Linked DNA regions of Mus musculus: region 1 is linked to region 2. Evidence: chromatin contacts called from public Hi-C data. All regions are on one chromosome and are shown on one strand. The core of a region is the stretch at or near the end of the contact, and the rest is flanking DNA. Distances in the headings are between cores, read along the strand shown. Region 1 has its middle 300 kb from the start of Gm40548. Region 2 has its middle 69 kb from the start of Gm40548.

Evidence for each region. A called contact is a pair of places that touch in the nucleus more often than the background predicts.
Region 1: a contact with region 2 is called in a Hi-C map of cortical neurons, with 1.9 times the contacts expected there. The contact joins two enhancer-like sites. A contact is called at or near these places in 6 of 484 Hi-C or Micro-C datasets (the G1E-ER4 cell line, cortical neurons, forebrain and 1 more).

The regions. Positions count from the first base shown.
Region 1 is chr12:92,301,472-92,307,188 of GRCm38.p6, reverse strand. No RefSeq gene overlaps it. Among named protein-coding and RNA genes, the nearest start is that of Gm40548, 300 kb to the right of the region's middle. Within about 2 kb of position 3,773, at least 12 of the 459 cell types and tissues checked have an H3K27ac peak or open chromatin away from gene starts, as enhancers often do. A contact at or near this core is called in cortical neurons, where this site is marked.
Region 2 is chr12:91,930,019-91,936,189 of GRCm38.p6, reverse strand. No RefSeq gene overlaps it. Among named protein-coding and RNA genes, the nearest start is that of Gm40548, 69 kb to the left of the region's middle. Within about 2 kb of position 3,064, at least 8 of the 459 cell types and tissues checked have an H3K27ac peak or open chromatin away from gene starts, as enhancers often do. A contact at or near this core is called in cortical neurons, where this site is marked.

The DNA.
Region 1 (5,717 bases), core at 2,524-5,023, 370 kb before region 2:
AGACTTAGAGCTCCTCAAAGAAGCAATGGCACCAGGAGGAGGAAAAATGTTGGATAAAAGTGGTGTACCAGCAACCTTTAGTTGCCCTTCAACAGAACGTAGCTGTTAAAACAGCATTGCTTAAGCTGGGCATGGTGGCACACTCCTTTAATCCCAGCACTCGGGAGGCAAAGGCAGGCAGATTTCTGAGTTCAAGGCCAGCCTGGTCTACAAAGTGAGTTCCAGGACAGCTAGGGCTATACAGAGAAACCCTGTCTAGAAAAAAAAAAAAAAAAAAAAAAAAAAAAAAAAAAAAAAACACACACACACACACACACACAAAGAAAAATAGAAAAAAAAATAGCATTGCTTAGATTTGGCTGCAGATGGAACTAGTTGGGATTGAGTATAGCAGAACACCATAAAATACATTGTCTGCCCTGGGTAGCTTGGGGGAACTTGAGAACAAAATGGAATTGAGCTATAGAAAACTAAAATGTTGTATTTCTGTGCCTCTAGTAATGATTCCTAAGTTTATATGCTATGCACTGTGACTATTTTCCTTAAGTTCCCTGCTCCCCCTCAAGCTGCAGGCGTATGTCAAAACACTTTTACCTACTATAGAACAGAGTACTTGAAATGTTGTCTCAAAATGGAAGACTTCTTTATAGTAATATTAGATTCGTGCAAGTATAAACCCAAGCGTTAGAGTCAGACAACTAGAATTCAAGTCATGTGTCAGCCACAGTATCTTGGTACACACTGAGCGCCACTCAACCTTCACAAAACAGAAATAACACATACTTTTCAAGTTTGCTGTCAGTTTAATGTGGAAAGATATGCAATATGCTTGCCACAATATCTGGCACATGATAAATCTTGTAAAAGGAAAAAATATATATATAGAATCTAGTAGCTAGAACCATTCCAGGCCCTGCATTTTTTCAGATAAGGCATTATAGAGTCAAATGTTTCTGAGCTGCACCAGAAAATATCCAATTTTATTATTGTGAATTGTATTTTTTTTTAGATTCAAACAGGGTACTAGCTTTCAGAAAACTACTCATAGCCCTGTCATTTTCTTTCTTTCTTTTTTTTTTTGTTTTATCTTCATGATTAAGACAATCTTCATAGAGAGAAAATCCAATTCATAACTAATAACTAAAATAAGATAGCAACTTACAGTACCTGTGTCCCATGGATGTGCTTCAAGCTTAAGGCCAAGATAAAGATGAAGGAAGTATTCCCCTTTCCAGGGGAGCATATTTTTAGAGACTTTTTCTGAATTTCAGAAATTTTGTTGTTGTTCACATTAAAATATATTAAGTTGAATATCTAATACCAACCTGACTTTCAACCATTGGCAAAAGCTACAGATTTCTTGCAGACACAGAAGCAAGGACTACATGGTAATAATTGTAGTAGCTAACCTATGCCATGCTATGCCTTCTATGCAAGAACACATGGTAATTGTTCCATCTAAAGCTAAATTATGTGTTTATGTATATATGAATACACACACACACACACATACACACACATATATACATATATTTCTCTCATCATTTCCATTTCCATTTACAATGACGAGACTCTTGCAGGCGGCTGAACTGGCTAGATATCAAACAACATTTAGCTCCAAGTTGGCTTCATTACCCTTTATGTTCAGATCCTATGCAATTTTCTGTGTATTCCCTACGTGCATCAGACGAGGACAGCCTTTCTTAACTTCAAGGTCTTTGTTTTACAAAAGCATTCTGTGTCCTCCTCTGCAAGATATCACATATTGCGTTTCCTATAAACATTCACTGGTGGGTAAGCAAAGATGAGCTTTCTTTAAACAAGAAAGACCACAACTACCCTTGACTAGGCACTGCCAATTGCGGGCCGAGGGTAGCAAGGGAGACTGCAGATTACTCACTCACCTTCATAGTTATATATTTGCTTATTTTAGAAGCTATAAGAGCAGAGTAGCAGGAGTGGTGGAGGACTCACAGAACTCTGATATCTCATCCCCATCTGCCGAGTTAGCTAGCCCTTAGCTAAGTGTCTCCATTTCATCTTCTGCAAAATGGGCCTGAGCACTCTGACTCCCGTAGGTTATAACCATATAGCACAGCCACGTTCATGACCCTCTATGGCCACAAACGCAGAGCCTCAAATGCTCAGAGCATTCCAAAGCAGTTAACCTACGTTGCCAGACTGTCCATGTGAAGAAGAATTATTTTCTAATGTAGGATTTCATTTCAAACACATAACAAACATTTTTAAATATACATAAAACAAGTCAATACAGAATGGAATTGGCTCTCAAAGATCATCAATTCTGTTTTCAAGTCCCGGATAATTTCTTTTTAAGATTAGTTAAACATGGGCTTCATACATGACAAGTAAGCACTTCTCTATCGAGATCTAGTCCTAGTACCTTTTATACTTTCTATTGTGAAGCCGGGCCTCATGAACTTACATAGACCGCCCTTGAGCTTACTGTGTAATCCATTCTGGCTTTAAACTTGCCCTCTTCCTGCCTTGGCCTCTTGCATATCTGTGATTGCAGGCCTATGCCACCAGGCCCTGATCAATCTTGGCTATTCTTCTTTAGATCAAGCATAGATAATGGTGATGACATCCTTTCAGAAACTGTGTTTTGATTTTTTTTCTCCTCTCTAACAATATCATTTTTCTTCTTTTTTTTTTCTTTTTGTCTCATTGATGCATAATGAACTCCTGACAGAGATGAATAATGCAGTGGCGTTTAATAGTCATAAAAGAAACACTACTCCCTGTGAGCCAATCTCTCATCCTTTAGATCATTTTCTTCTCAGTATCTTGCAGCTTTCTCCTTTTCCAGGATGGATGTCTGTCTGTCTATGGTTGAGTAAGGAGGAACTCACGAATAGACTCTCAGACCCAGAAAACTAGAAGGAATCTTAGCCATTGTGTTCTCATGTGTGGTCTAAAGCCACAGTGAACTTTTGTTCAGTACCAAGCTGACAGTTTCACTGGATCCATTATCTCTTGTATATAACTCTCACAACAGCCCTGTAAAATACTTTCATCTCTATTTAAGATGCACTGAAACAAACACTCTGAGATGCGTTTTGCTTTTCAACATGGCACACATACTGAAGAAGCCTCGCATTCAGATTTCAGAACCAATTCAGTTGAAGTACAAAGCACAGTGGCCCAGATAAATGAGCCAGCAATATGTGAAGATCAAATAAATACTAACAGAAAAACGTTAGATGTCAAGGGTGATGGTCTTTGTGAAAAAGATTCTCATGTAAAGTAAAAGCATCTCTTGTTGTATTTGGGTTTTTGACACAATTGTGTTTCATTACTGACACAGGAAGGTGGAAAGAAATGTTACCCACATGTCCTTAAAGAAGAATTCACCCGAAGTTGGGTTTTGTTCTTTTCGATAGTGGGGAAGGATAAGAGAGAGACAAGATTCTGATAAATAATTTATGAAGAAGAATGCTTCACTGATCAGATTTGGTGATGAAAAAAATTTCTTTGAAAACCCATGAGTAACATTCTTAATGGAAATTATCTGCACTTCTCCTGGGTCGGCATTTTTTTTTCCTGCTATTAGTTTGATTTCGGCTTGACAGTCTCCTTCCTGCACAAATGTAGCAACAAACACAACGGAAAAGCCTTTCTACATGATTATTTTCTAAAGTAATAAGACAACGTGTGTGACCTGAAAAATCAGCCCCTCCCACGTGTCAGGTAAGGAGGTGGCTTGATGATACTTTAAAAGCCATCTTGTGCTTCCTCCTGCCACTCAGTCACTCCTTCTGGGGTCTAGGGCGGGCTTTTGCTGCCATCTACTGGTACGTCTTGCAAGACAATCGGACGCTTCTGAAAAGGAGAGAATTGGAAAAAATGGGGGAGGGGGCTTATTCTGTAAGAAAATCCAATTCCGGCAGAAATGAATTTCTACGCCGAGTCACAGAGCCTTAAGTATTTTGTGCTAGAGAATGTTTAATAGCGACCCTCTTGTGCAACCCATGGAAAGATTTTTTTTCTCTCTTTTTCATTCCCTGGACAAGTGTCTGAACTCATCTACATGCACATGTCATTCTCCAGAAGCTCAAACGGAGGAGGAATATCGTGGCGGTTTGATTACATAGATTGCTAAGATTACTCCTAACTCCTCTTGCTGCCTGAAATTTCTAGCAGACTTTTTAAAACCACTTTCCCCAAATGTAGAATATGAAACCATGACATTTCTTCATAGCATCATACAGCTATCCATAAACTCGCTGATATGCTGGCATGAAGATTAAATGCGGTATGTGCTTAGCATTTCTTGCAAACGCACATGAGCTTTTAATAAAGACCAGCTGTTCCCATCACATGACAATGACTAATAATTCCATAGTTGTGGCACTTAAGAACAAAACTACCCAGAATAATGACACTATGGCAATGAGCGACCCTTAAATATTATAAATTCAATGTTTGGTCCTCCAGGAAGGATGAACGTAAATGATAAAGAGTAAGTCAGGTATATAGGTCTACATATTTCAGCACTGGTTTTTATAGAAGAATAGTAGAAAAGACTCAGTTACAGCCCAATTGCCTTATCGCAAAATTCTGAAAGACAGAAAGTGAATACATAAGGGTCTGAATAAATTAATGCCTGTAAAGATACTAAAAGAATATGCTCAGATTTGCTCACACATAGTTGTTCTTTGATTTGAGCAGATGCAGGGAAAACTGAAGACTTCTTCCTGGAAGGAAGAGAACAGTAGAGAAAGAAGGAATATCGACTAGTAAGTTTCAGCATGTGACATATGTGAGCGTGCAAGGGCTTTAGGAGCTTCACAGCGCGCATACTACCACCACTCTTACAACAATTTGCAACAGTGGCCATGCTATATTTTTCAGTTCACTAGAAATGCATCTCAACACGTTTCCAGGAATCTGAGGATAAAAACAACACTTGTGCAAAGTGGTCAGTCAAGCGATCGCACAATTTTATTCCAAAATCCATAGCAAGTCTAACTCCTAAGGGTTCCCTTTAAATTAAAGACTATGGCACTGCTCAAAAGCACACCACTAGCAGGGGACTGGATACATCATGTCAGTCATTGAGGAGTGTGAACCAAGACCGAATAAAGGATAGTTTCTGGACATCGACTGCTAGAGTTCAAACCCCTGCTTTCAAACTCTTCCTTTATTCCCTTATCTACTTGTCTGGGAAGTAGAGACTAGAAAATATGCCAAAGGAGTTGTTTTAAGGAACAACTAAACTGGCCAGGTGCAGGTCATTTAAAACAAGGGTCCAATTTGTAGTGACCTTCAAGAGCGAGTTGTTATTATAGAAGCAGAGGATATTTGGAATAAGAGAGATTTACTTAAAAAGAGGGTGAAGGAGTAGAGGAGGTGATGTGGTGGGTAATAAAGCTAACTGCAAGCATGATGATGTAAGTGCATACCCCAGCCTACATCTAAAGGTCTAGACATGTTCAGGGACCCTCTGTTACAACAGCACTGAGACACGGAGATAGGAAAGAGCGAGGCTCACTGGCCACACACTAACCCCAAGTCCTGCAGAAACAAAGAGACACTCTGCCTCAAGGGAATAAGGCTCACAAGAGAAGGTCTCCTCGAGAAACTTCTGTCCAGTCGTGATTTCCCAGGTTCCTCCTTGCTTTTCAAACTATAATTCTTTTTCAAAGTGAAACTGACCTAATCCGTGATGTTTAAGAGAAAAGCAGAGCAGGGTT
Region 2 (6,171 bases), core at 1,815-4,314:
GAAACATAGCATTTAGCGTCTCTGAACATCAGTTTTCTTACCTCCAGAGTAAGGATGATGATGCTCGAGTCACATGGTTATCATAGGCAATTTGACCTGAAACATTTGTAGGATCCAGAAGAGGAATACAGACAGAAGCCTGCTTACCATGCATTTACAAGACACAAATCAAGTCAATAAACTATGAAAAGGTTAGCCTCGTATCTGGATAAATACATCTTCATACCAAGGCCAGGCTTGGTTTAAAGACCTCCAGCTCCTCAGAGTGGTATACTAGAATGTGACAGCACAGGCTAGGCTGACTCGGCTCCTAACTGCTTCTCCTTCTACCACCACCTTTGTTTTGAACTCTTTGAGGCTTCACACATCTACAAATGGCCAACTTGGTCCAAGCTCTGTCCACACATGCCTCCTCCCTACAAACAACAGTCTTCAATTACTCTTGGGTCTATGAATGTGTTGTCTTAACTTTAGTCAAGAAACTCAGGCAAACCACAAACAAGAATCTTTAGACAAAGAATTCCAGTGTCCCTGTAACCTGGTATAGGTTAGGCTTCATATCTATACCTTGAAGGCCTCTAAACTCATGCACTTGGATACAGGTAAAGGAAAGCCTTAAAGTTTTCTGGTTCCCAAAGTGGACAAGCTCTGGTGATACTAAGGGGACATGGCTTGTCAGCAACCAATATCCAGTAGAAACCCTACACTTAAGTATTTCTGCACCACAAGGGTGGGGAAAAGGAAAAGCTAAACAGATTCTGTGGATGTATCAGCAACTCCATATTAGCATTGGAAACACAAGAAAAGAAAGGGCATCTCATCCATGGTCCTTTGTCTGACTTACCTCTCTTGCTCAATGAATCAAGAGTTTCAACATTGGGGGATGAGAGGGAGCCTCAGAGATGCATCTAGAGAGATGGCTCCATAGTTAAGAGCACATATTGCTCTTGCAGAAGACCCAGGTTTGGCTCTCAGCACCTCACATAGCCTAGCTCACAACTGCCTATATCTCTAACTGGAGGATATCTGACAGTTTCTTCTGTCCTACACAGGTACTACACTTACATGCACACATGCAAGCACACAATCATGCAAGCACATACAACACACATTCACACACATACACACACTGTTTGGTTGGTTGGTTGGTTGGTTGGTTGGTTGGTTGGTTGGTTGGTACAGAGTTTCTCTGTGTATCCCTGACTGTCCTGGAACTTGCTCTGTAGACAAGGCTGGCCTCAAACTCAAGAGATCTGCCTTGCCTGAACCTCCTAACTACTGGGATCGAAGGTACGAGAAACCACTGCCTGGCTTAGCTCAGGGAGTGCAGCATCTGGTTTTGGTCATTGAGCTTCACACACAATGTTTTTTAATAAAATACGTTTACCATAGGGCTGAGGAGATGACTCAGTGGGTATATGTACTTATTCTACAAGCATAAAGACCCCATATTCAATCCTAACACACACATCAAGAAAACCTTGTTTGGCCTCACATCACACATGCCTGTAATCTCATCAAGTGAAGGATGAAAACAGTAGACTCACTAGAGCTTGCTATCTAGCCAGCCTAGAGTGTGTGTTTGTGTATGCATGCGTGCATGCATGCCTGCATACATAGGGACAGCAGAGCACATGTGATATGGGAGGAGGAAAGTAGCACAGGGAGTGTTAGGGTACCAGGAGAAGAGTCAACAAGTGGGTCCCAGGTTCAGTGAGGGATCTGTCCCAAAGCAATAGGGCAAAGAGTGACTGGACAGAACACCTGCCATCTTCCTCTGGCATCCACATACACGCAGGATCATGTACACCAGCACACACACATATGCATACACCATACACATTTTTTAATATTTAGAGAAAAAAAGTTTCAACATTGCCAATTGGAAACTTCTGCACACAAAGATTAAATCCCCTATCAAAATTAACACAAACAGAAGTAACATAGTGGCCAGTGAACCATGCTCAGGCTAAAAATATATGTCATAATTCCTTTATATGACCTATATGTAGCAAAATTATTTTGATTTTTTTAGATCTTAATTATATTTCTCCCACAAATGTAAACCTGCCCAGTATCCTTAGAAAGTATCCTCAGAATTCACTTTAAAAAAAAAAACTTTCAATAAGGAAATGAATAGTCCATAATATTTTTCCTCTGCCTCCTCGATCCTATACATCACTTCCTTTTACATAGTGTAACTCCAGAAGCCCCAGAATTGCTTACACAGCTGTTACTGGGGTACAGGGATAAATTCCCCTCCTGTCACCAGCCCTGGCACCCTTCAAGAGCAGTGAGGTGGTCCTTTCCCCTAATCAATAAACTTGCTAATTTGGCTTTCCCAAGCCTTCCTAAAACTCTTTTTTGTTGACATTAAAAAACCTCAGGTGTACCTGGGTAGAGAGATCGCTGACTTATTGAGGCAGATTCATTAGACTGCAGAGCCATCAATGTTGAGCTGAGTTCCCCACAGCTGGTAACACACCTATGTAACAGACAGGAGGATACATGCTCTCTATCTGTGTCTTTATTTCATTAGGATAGTTGGAGCTATGCCTGAAAAGTAATGGATACCAGGTCAGGATCTCTTACTCACGTGAGAGGCTCCACTGACTTGTGAGGACGAAACTTTCGAACGAGGATGAACCTTGACAAGGGCTACAAGCACAGCCCTAGGACTCAACTCCAGCAAACAGTGCCCAATATGAGTAGACGGCAGAGACCTCAACCATGTCTTTGATGGTGGGAAAGAAAAGCTAACAACGGCCGGGAATTTGGTAGAATAAATAAATGTGGGTCTTGAACAGGTACAAGGATAAATAAGTGATTGAAACTCCATTTTTCTTGGGGAGGTAAGCCAGGATAGAAAAGTACTCTGGGCAGAAACAGGGACATTTTGAGGAAATCTGGCTTTCAAGGATGGGGATAGAGTCCGCTGGCTTGAAGTGTAAGATCACAGATGGAATGTGCCAGCATCTTAGCCCTTCTGTGCCTCTGCCTGCCTGGAGAGTCCTCCAGAAATCATCCCTACTGGCACCACAGAGTCCCTGGAAGCAGAGAGACCGTTCTTTTAATTACATAATCTCTGAATAGACATTATTCTTTAGTCTGTCAGTAAAGCCAACCATTAGTGTATTGCCACGAAAACTACTCTTTTATGATACTCCTAAAGCTTAAACTAGGTTTTAGGGCCCACACTAATAAAATGTATGCATAATATTTGCTTATCTCCCACCCTGCCCTTGTACTAGCACCTGGAAACTCTGGGTAGTAAAACAGCATTATTTCTGAACTTTTAAAACCAGAACCAGAAACTAGAGAACTCTAATACAACAGTGCCATCTAGTGAGTGACCTCTTTCTAAAAACTTTAAATAAAAAAAAAAATCAAAAATTTGAAGAAAAAAAAAAAAAGCATGGAATGCACATAAACAGAAGACAGGACCAATGTCCAATACAAACCAGCAGGTTTCAAAGTAACCCCTACCATGCCATGTTACACTGTCAAGCTGTCAAGTTTGGAAGGAAATCTTTGTGTCCCTTGTGTAAATAAGAGAAATGACCGGGAGTCCACGGTTTCTCTATAGCCAAACGTTAGATAGCAGGAACCTAACACTGATTAATGATAGGATCAGCAATAGATTCTAATCTCCTGCTGCTCAGCTCAATATCTTCTCTGTGACCCCGCATTGATGGAGCTGTAGATCAATCTAAGAGACCACATGTTTGTTCTAGCCTGTGCATAGTGCCTGGGTGACATCAGACAGTGCCCACTCAGAGAAGAACCATCTGAAGACAGCATCTTAGAGAAAGCCAATGTGGCTTTCCACATGTGGTCGAGTACTTCAAACATTAGTTCTGGTCTACTCTGCTCCTTGCCTCTATCTATGAAAGGAGGCTCAAAATTTCTTTGAAAACCAGTCATTCACATTTTTCACTCAAAAAATGTTCAGTCCTACTGTGTGCTGAGTACCATTTTAGGTACATGAACCAAGTTTCTCCCTGATGAAACAAATGTAATAGGAAGAGCTCTTAGTAGGAAAATAACACTGAACCTTGGCATGAATGAGACACTGCAGTCTGTTTTAGCTGTGGCAGAATGGAGCTCCTCTTCAGAATGAATTTTGATTTCATGAAGAGGGAGAACAAATGCCTACATTAAGGAACATTCCCAGTAGCTGCCCAACTGCTACCTAGTAGAGTCACCTCAGAAAGGGTAAGAATTGTCTAAAGAAGAGCCATTTGCCCACTCAAAACAGCATCCTAACCCATTGACCACGCCCCTATGTCAGCATCCTATCCCCTCGAACATGCCTCCAGGCCAGTATCCTATCCCTTCAACCACGCCCCTAGGCCAGCATCCTATTCCCTCCACTGAGGCCCCCATGCCAGCATCCTATTCCCTTGGGTCAACCCCACCACACTCACCTTACCCTAGCAACCTTACCACCTCCATCCAAGGAACCGCACTGATAGATGGAAGGTACAAAACTAAGCCAGCCCACCAGCCTTCCCGATCCTTCTCAGGCCCATTTCCTATTGAAACCTTGATGCCTTTCCTCTGGATGGACCCCTGTTCTGGATAAGACGGCAGAATTGTCCATATTCCACTCTGGATGCTTTAGGGTTTGTTGCCCATCAAGTGGGACCATTCTCCTTGCACTTCATCTTTGAACTTTTCATGAACCAAATCTCATCTACCTGACAAGATCTGCCAGCCTTATTGCTGTTTCTAAAATCCCACATTACACTATCAAAAAAAATTTTTTTTGCTCAAAAATTTTTATCTCAGGCTCTATAATCCCACACTCTGGCTAAATGGTATGTTAAGCAAATTTCTTTTTGAAAAGTTTCCCAGAGTTCTCAATATTCCAATAAGAGTATAAAATTGTGACATAGTGCCTGCCATATTTCACAGAATTATTGGACCGTAGAAATCCTGCTCTGTAGTTTTCATGGTAATTCACTTTACAAAAAGTCTAATTTTAGATCTATCTGTGCCTGCTTCTACTTCAGACCTTCCCAGAACCTTATGTCTGATGAAGGTTATTCACAAGCATCAAAGCCTGCCCCGCTTTGATAACAACCAAGTGACTAATATCACCCTAGCTTTCAATACTTCACTCTGCGAACATCTATACCACAGCCTCAAGGAAACTCTGTCACCCTCTGTTTATTTAGTGATTTTTTTTTCTTTTAGCTTTTTTCACGTGCTCATTAGACCAAGCATCTTGTTTTGTTTTACATACAAGGTTCCAGAGCAAATCCTTGGAGCTTACCCAGGATGTACACAATGTTTAATGCAGGAAATGAAGACGATAGGAAGGAAGGTGAGGGAATAGTGGGCCTTGATTAGAAAAGGTAGAGGGTGAGGGAGGAGGACGCAGTACAGAAAGTGCTTGCCTCACAAACATGCAGACATTAGTTTGATCCCCAGAACCCACAATGAAAAAGCCAAGCATGGTGGCCTGCCCACAGGTAGAGAATGGAGGACCTTTAGGGTTTGTTGACTGGGTCAGTAATTCACACTAAACTAATTCTATTGAATACCTAGATATTTTTTTAAATGCCCAAAAGTCTCAAATACATTATAAAAATATTGATAGCTGCTCAATAATTCTAACCACTGAGGAGATGCACATTATGAAATAAGAAAACCCAAACGAGACCTAACTTGATAGTCAACAAAAAAACAATAATTTTTTAAAATGGGAGACACTGTATGGAATCAGGAATAATGCACCCACTTTACAAAGTCACACTAGCAGCAGGCTATGGCTATTTGGTTATCTAAATGCAAGTCACTTTCGTAATTATTTCTATTGTTAATAAATTCCCTTTAGTTTGTATAAGGCGATCAACATGCTAATGTGAATTTAGATTTTGAAAGAGAGAACTATCGGAGAGTCACAATCAGGTGTCTGGATTTCTCCCAATTACTACCCCCAATTATATCCACACCTATTGCTGACATGTTTAATCCCTTTCTTCAGACCTTAATGACAGCTCACGAAGAAGACGAGTGCTAGCTACCGCACTGCTCAGCAGAGTGTGGGTCCAATTTAAATAATTAGAAGCCCGTTTCATTTCTTCTCTCTCTGTTGTTAAATTTACTTGAAAGGAAACTGCATGCCTGGGCTTGATGCCTTTAACTTATCCAAGGATGACTTAT